Linked DNA regions of Zea mays: region 1 is linked to region 2. Evidence: chromatin contacts called from public Hi-C data. All regions are on one chromosome and are shown on one strand. Each heading gives the region's core, a stretch centred on a gene start, on an enhancer-like site or on the middle of the called end of the contact. The rest is flanking DNA. Distances are from core to core; before and after follow the strand shown. Region 1 holds the start of LOC100280564. Region 2 holds the start of LOC103647945 (probable apyrase 2).

Evidence for each region. Hi-C and Micro-C count contacts between places; a contact is called where the count stands out from the background.
Region 1: a contact with region 2 is called in a Hi-C map of leaf, with 8 times the contacts expected there. The contact joins the promoter of LOC100280564 here to the promoter of LOC103647945 in region 2. A contact is called at or near these places in 5 of 25 Hi-C or Micro-C datasets (bundle sheath, ear, leaf and 2 more).

Annotation. Positions count from the first base shown.
Region 1 is chr2:224,403,031-224,405,730 of Zm-B73-REFERENCE-NAM-5.0, forward strand. It overlaps LOC100280564, which reads left to right and starts at 1,345. Exons shown (of 6, transcript NM_001153483.1): 1 at 1,345-1,573. It overlaps LOC100193477 (putative TCP-1/cpn60 chaperonin family protein), which reads left to right. Exons shown (of 15, transcript NM_001254862.2): 13 at 1-51; 14 at 136-254; 15 at 366-568. The coding sequence ends at 441.
Region 2 is chr2:224,085,251-224,088,207 of Zm-B73-REFERENCE-NAM-5.0, forward strand. It overlaps LOC103647945 (probable apyrase 2), which reads left to right and starts at 1,634. Exons shown (of 9, transcript NM_001353419.1): 1 at 1,634-2,429; 2 at 2,505-2,633; 3 at 2,724-2,780; 4 at 2,931-2,957. The coding sequence starts at 2,124.

The DNA of each region.
Region 1 (2,700 bases), core at 95-2,594, 320 kb after region 2:
TTGGCTGAGAACTCTGGTTTAGATACTCAAGATGTGATTGTTTCTCTCCAGGTATGTGTGGGTGTATCACTTCGTTTGTATTATTAGTAGTTAACTCAGGGAAGTTATTGATCATTTTCCTTGTGCTTTCTTAAGAATGAGCATGACCGTGGATTAGTTGTGGGGTTGAACCATCACTCTGGGGATCCGATTGATCCCCAGATGGAAGGCATCTTCGACAACTACTCTGTGAAGCGCCAGATCATCAATTCTGGGTATGTGATGCAGCTGCCAGTTTGTGTTTCTATTGTTCTTGTAACTGTGCTTTCTAAAACATCATTGATGTGCAAAGCTAACGACGATTTTTTTGTTGGTCTTTGCTGTAGACCCATCATTGCATCCCAGTTGCTGCTTGTGGATGAAGTGATCAGGGCAGGCCGCAACATGAGGAAACCGACTTAGATTTTTGTCGCCACCTAGCCGAGACTTATTTGTTCTACCTTTTGTTTTGGTTTTGTGCCTAGTAGTGATCTGGATGATACGTTTGACTTGAGTTGGTCCCATTTCACGAAGCAGGTCGCATTCGCTTTTTTTTTTTGGGATTACTGCGTGCTTCCATTTTAACATGGGATTTTAGTTTTATCGATGGTTTTAACATCCTCCTATGAGGAAACAAAGCCTCTAGAGAGACGAGGTTGCCTTCCCGAAGTTAGTGCCACCAAACTTGCTGCATGGAACATGAAGAAGCAATGTTTATAACAATGTTATTATCAAGTAATCCGATGTGATGGATAAAATATTGGTACTGGCGTTTTTCCTCTTACCAACTGGCGAGCACCTACCATACATATGGGGCGTGTGTTTCCAAGTCTGAACTTCCTGGGCCACGGAATAGTCTTCATTGGCAGGCAGCAATCAATCGATAATCAATCTGTTTATTTATTGGTGACTATAATATGATGATGGTCCGTATTTAAAATTCAAATTTTAAATATCATATTTTTAAAACAACATTGTAGAAGTCTTATAGCTGGATTAAATATGCCACTCGAGGCAAACTAAGCACAAGCACCCCCCTGCTACGTATGCCACTGAAAGTCATAAAAATTTCAAATAAAATTCTGAGTCGTAAATGAGTTCATTCAAATACAAAAGTAGTCCACTATAACATTGCTGTAGGCCCCTTTAGTTTATCTCGAAATTTTAATTTGGAACGTAGGGGTATTCTCTTTTTTAAAACTATTGGTATCTTCGTTATTTTTTTATTTATAGTTCGCTAGCTTATTTTAAAATAAAACGTGATAAATAAAAAATACGGAATACCTTCTATGTTAAAATAAAAAAGTTCCCACCTAGACTCCCTCTGTAGTCTGTACTCACATCTTTCCCTCCCGTCGGCCAGCAGCCTTCCGGTTCAGGCCCCGTCGCATCTCTCCTCGTCGGCCAGCTGCAGGGCACCTAGCGCGTGGTCGGCGAGCGCGCGGGCGGGCGGCAGGGGGCGCCGCGGCGGCGAGCGCGCAGGCCCCCACTCACAGACGACTGGGCCGGCCTTCACTGCTACTTCGGCCCCTTCGTCGCCGACGAGAACCACCGCGTACGCCCTCCCCTTGTCTTCTTTTCCTTCTGCGCGAAACCGTGCGCCCAAACCCTGACTTACTATTCGTACTCGGATCTGAATCTAATTGCAAGTATATATGCATTCATGTATTATGTCTACTAACTTTGATTGCTTTGCAAAAATTATCGGGTGTACATCCATGTCCTTTACTGGGTTCGCCCCTGATCACCAATGGATCTTTTTTTGTTCAATTGGTTGAAGCCTAGTACAGATCTGTGATGAATTCCACAAATAAGCATGGCCACTTGTGATTTGTGAGTTCAACAAAGTGCTAAGCACTAAGCGAGCGCTCGATGGGTGAAAAAGCTTAAGCGCGATTAAGTGTTTTTGCAAATATCGTAAAAAAAATCCAATTATATACCTAAAAAGTGGGTTTTGAAGTGGTCTTCTTACAGCAACAATTCCTTGCCTCTTGTCCTCTTCCTTTCTCCACTGCAGTTGAACCTACACAAATAACGACAAAGCACTGGGTTTCTTGTTTCTTTGCATGAACAAGAACAAATTAACAGCAGTAACACTCAGCACAAATTAACAGCATCCAGAAATTAACAACAACAGCACACTGCACGAATGAACAGCAGCAGAAACCAAATTAACAACAACACTACATCATGCACGAGTTATGAGTGCATGACATAACATAGCATAGTTGATAGTTCATAACTGATACTCCCTCTGTTCTTTTTTATTTGTCACGTTTTAGTTTAAAAAAATTAACTAGCGAGCAACAAATATTCGAGAACGGAGGTAGTAATTCAAACTCAAACATGGGGGCAAATGAAATGTCTTAGTCATAGCAGCAACTAGCAGTACAGGACAACACACAGCAGGTAGCACAAGTGCACAACACAACCAAGCATGATATGACATGCAACCACACCACACAAATTGCCACAGCTCACAGCCTCAATTCTCAAAGGAACTTGCTCCAAGTATTTCATCTTCATCATCCTCATAATGAATATGTTCTTCCTCATAGTCAGGGTCATTGGTTTCAGATTCCCACTCCTCTTCATGTAGATCTCTATTCTCTAGGCCGGGTCCAGTCCCATCCTGGCTCCAAGTAAATATCATTTGATGTTCTCTTGAGAAGAAGCCCCGTG
Region 2 (2,957 bases), core at 384-2,883:
AACTTCATTTTTTTTCCAAATGATTTCTATTTCGCTAGAGAAAAATAAACTATTTTTTCTTGAGAAAATTAAAACCTTTTCAAAAAATGTGGAGTCTTAATAAATATTTTGTGCCAGTGTTTTTTTGTTCTCTCGAAGGGACTCTACATGAACAACGCCGATGGCAACAAACGGTAGCGAACCAGAGCTCGATCGTAGCCTAGGCAAATTTCATTGAGCCAAGGCAAATTTAATTAAACAAATTAAATTGTGTGTTTTGAAGCATGTTCTACAATAGTAGAAACATAAGACTGCAGCGAGCCTGAGCATGTGCCTAGGATCGCCGGGCTCTGGATGTCAACAAAGAGATTAGAATTTCCAAAGGAATGACAACCAAATGAACCTATAAATTTTTTTATGGCAACGAGGGGGTTCATAAGATTTTGGTAAGAAAAGGATTATATAGTCCCCACCCACCCACACACTTTGATTGTCTTGGAGGCTTCGATCCGGCCGTCAAAGTCAAAATCTTGTGACGGCACCACGTGGCACGTGCCCTGTTGCCACGTGTGGAGATCCGGGAAGTTGGGGAGGTTGACCCTTGACGTAAAATCAAGGAATCTGGAGCGCACGGTTTGGGCCTGGGGATCAGCTCGCAGGGGGAGTTCTGGGTTCTCGTTGTGGGCCGCGTGGTGATCCCGGACAGTTTGCTAGCGGGCCAACAAATGCGATGTCGCTGATGGAATTTGTGGTCACGCTGCTCCGCCCATTACGCTCCGTTTTTTAGAGCCTTGTGCATTTATACAGAAATACTAATAGACAAATTATTTTTAGTTGTGTTGTTAGACCGTGTTTAGAGCTAATAGTTAGTGCTAAAAATTAAAGGTAGAGATCCCGACCTCCAACTAATTGGTAGCTAACAATTAGTTTATTAGCTCTGTTTAGCTAAACAGGGCCTTAGAATGTTAAAAAAAACTCGAAGAAGCACAGGTCAGAATGTCATCAGTTGGGTCTGTTGGTTTATTTCTCCACAAGGATGCTCTGGAGCAGCTTCGAGTGCTTCTTGGATACTATTGCAAGCTCAATTTCTCTCTTCGACGCTAGCAGGGAAGCTCATGCAAGTTCAGATGCAAGTGCTCTGTCATTCATTGCAAGTTCAGTGGTTATCCAGTAAAGTCTGGCTCCAAATTCTCATTGCTAAGGACACGGGTGCTCGAGCTGATAAGCATGGACATTCAGATGCATGCAGAAGTAATTAATTGTCTTACTCTGTGCTTTGGCATGTGGACTGCAGCAATGGGGTGCACATTTGTGTGGTTATGGGATGCCAACATGAGCTAGACTTCATCGAAAGGATGATTCAAAAAACACGCGGCGTGGACCCAGCCAGCATGGAGACCGACGGAGTCCCAGTCCCGGGCTTCGTATTCGTTCCACGCCAGCCAGCCGCAGCCCTTCCAGCCCGGGAGCGCCGGCCAAACTCTGAAAGCGAACCCAGGTCTCCTTCAATTCAACACGATGCGCGCCTCCCAGAAGGCGGAAGCCACCGGCGCCAGCACGGCGAAATCGGGGCGGGCAGCAGCAGGAGCAGCACGCACCGTCGCAGCGCGGTCAGGGCCAGTATAAAAACGCCGTCGCATTCCAAAGCCGCCGGTTTCCACACACCACGCCACAGCCAGCCGGGGGTGGTTCGGCATCGGCTTCGGCAGGCAGAGCACTTTCCATCCGGCCCTCGCCTCCTCGCGCTGCATCTCCCCTGACCCCTGTGCCTTGTCCGCCCGCGGCAGATCCTGAGGCGGCTCGCACTTCCGTGTTCCGTCCGCCGCGCTTCCCTTTGCCCACGCCACGCGATCCCAATTTCCAAACCCGAGCGAGGTCAACTCAAAGTACCCGCGCCGCGCGTACGCCATAAACGTTGCCTGCCGCGTCTTCCGACCGTCCCCCACGCCACGACGCAGTCGCAGCAGATCCACCACCGACGCGCGCGCCGCGCGCCCCGACGCGGAGCGCTGGATCCCGCGCAGCAGGAGGCGGCCAACCCGTCGCCGTCGCAGTCTCCCCCGGCCCCCGCAAGCGGCGGCCGCGGCGTCCGCTACCGCACGCCCTCGTCCCCGGACCTCCTGCTCCTCCCCGCCGACCCCAAGATGCGCCGCTACTCCGCGCTGCCCAACGGCGGCCGCCAGGAGACGCTGGCCGACCGCGCGCACCGCTACCGGGGCGTCTTGCTCGTCGTCCTCGCCCCGCTCGCGCTCGTCTCCCTCGTGCTCCTCCTCATGCCGCGCTCGCCCGCCGGCGCCACGGCCGGCGCCAGGAGGTCCGGCCCGCCCGGGGCCGACAAGTACGCCGTCATCTTCGACGCCGGGAGCTCCGGCAGCCGCGTCCACGTCTTCCGCTTCGACGCCAACCTGGATCTCGTCCACATTGGCAGCGAGATCGAGCTCTTCGTCCAGGTACGCTATGCCCCGCGCCGGTGATCCGTTCGCCGATTGGATCTGGATCTGACTCGCGTCTCCTTCCGCCTGCAGATAAAACCGGGGCTTAGCCACTACGCCAACGATCCCCGGGAGGCCGCCGAGTCGCTCGTCTCTCTCCTTGACGATGCCAAGCGAGTGGTGCCCGCGGAATTGCGCGACCAAACTCCTGTCAGAGTCGGGGTGGGTGGCACATCGCACCAGTTGATTTTGTTGTGCTTGATAGTGTTCTTACTGAATTATTTAGCTTCCTTCTCCTCCATCCTTGCGCAGGCCACCGCAGGGCTGAGAAATTTGGGTGCACAAAAATCGGAGGCGATATTGCAAGCGGTAAATGGTTCTTTTAGTATAACATTTCAAGGATGCATTCATCAGTGGATGTAGCATGGTTTCACTAAGTGATTTCTTTTGTTGTTGTTTGATTATGACCATGATCAGAGCTTTCGATTAACTCTGATGGCATATCCATAACTGGTGCAGGTTAGGGACATTCTTCGCGAAAAGAGT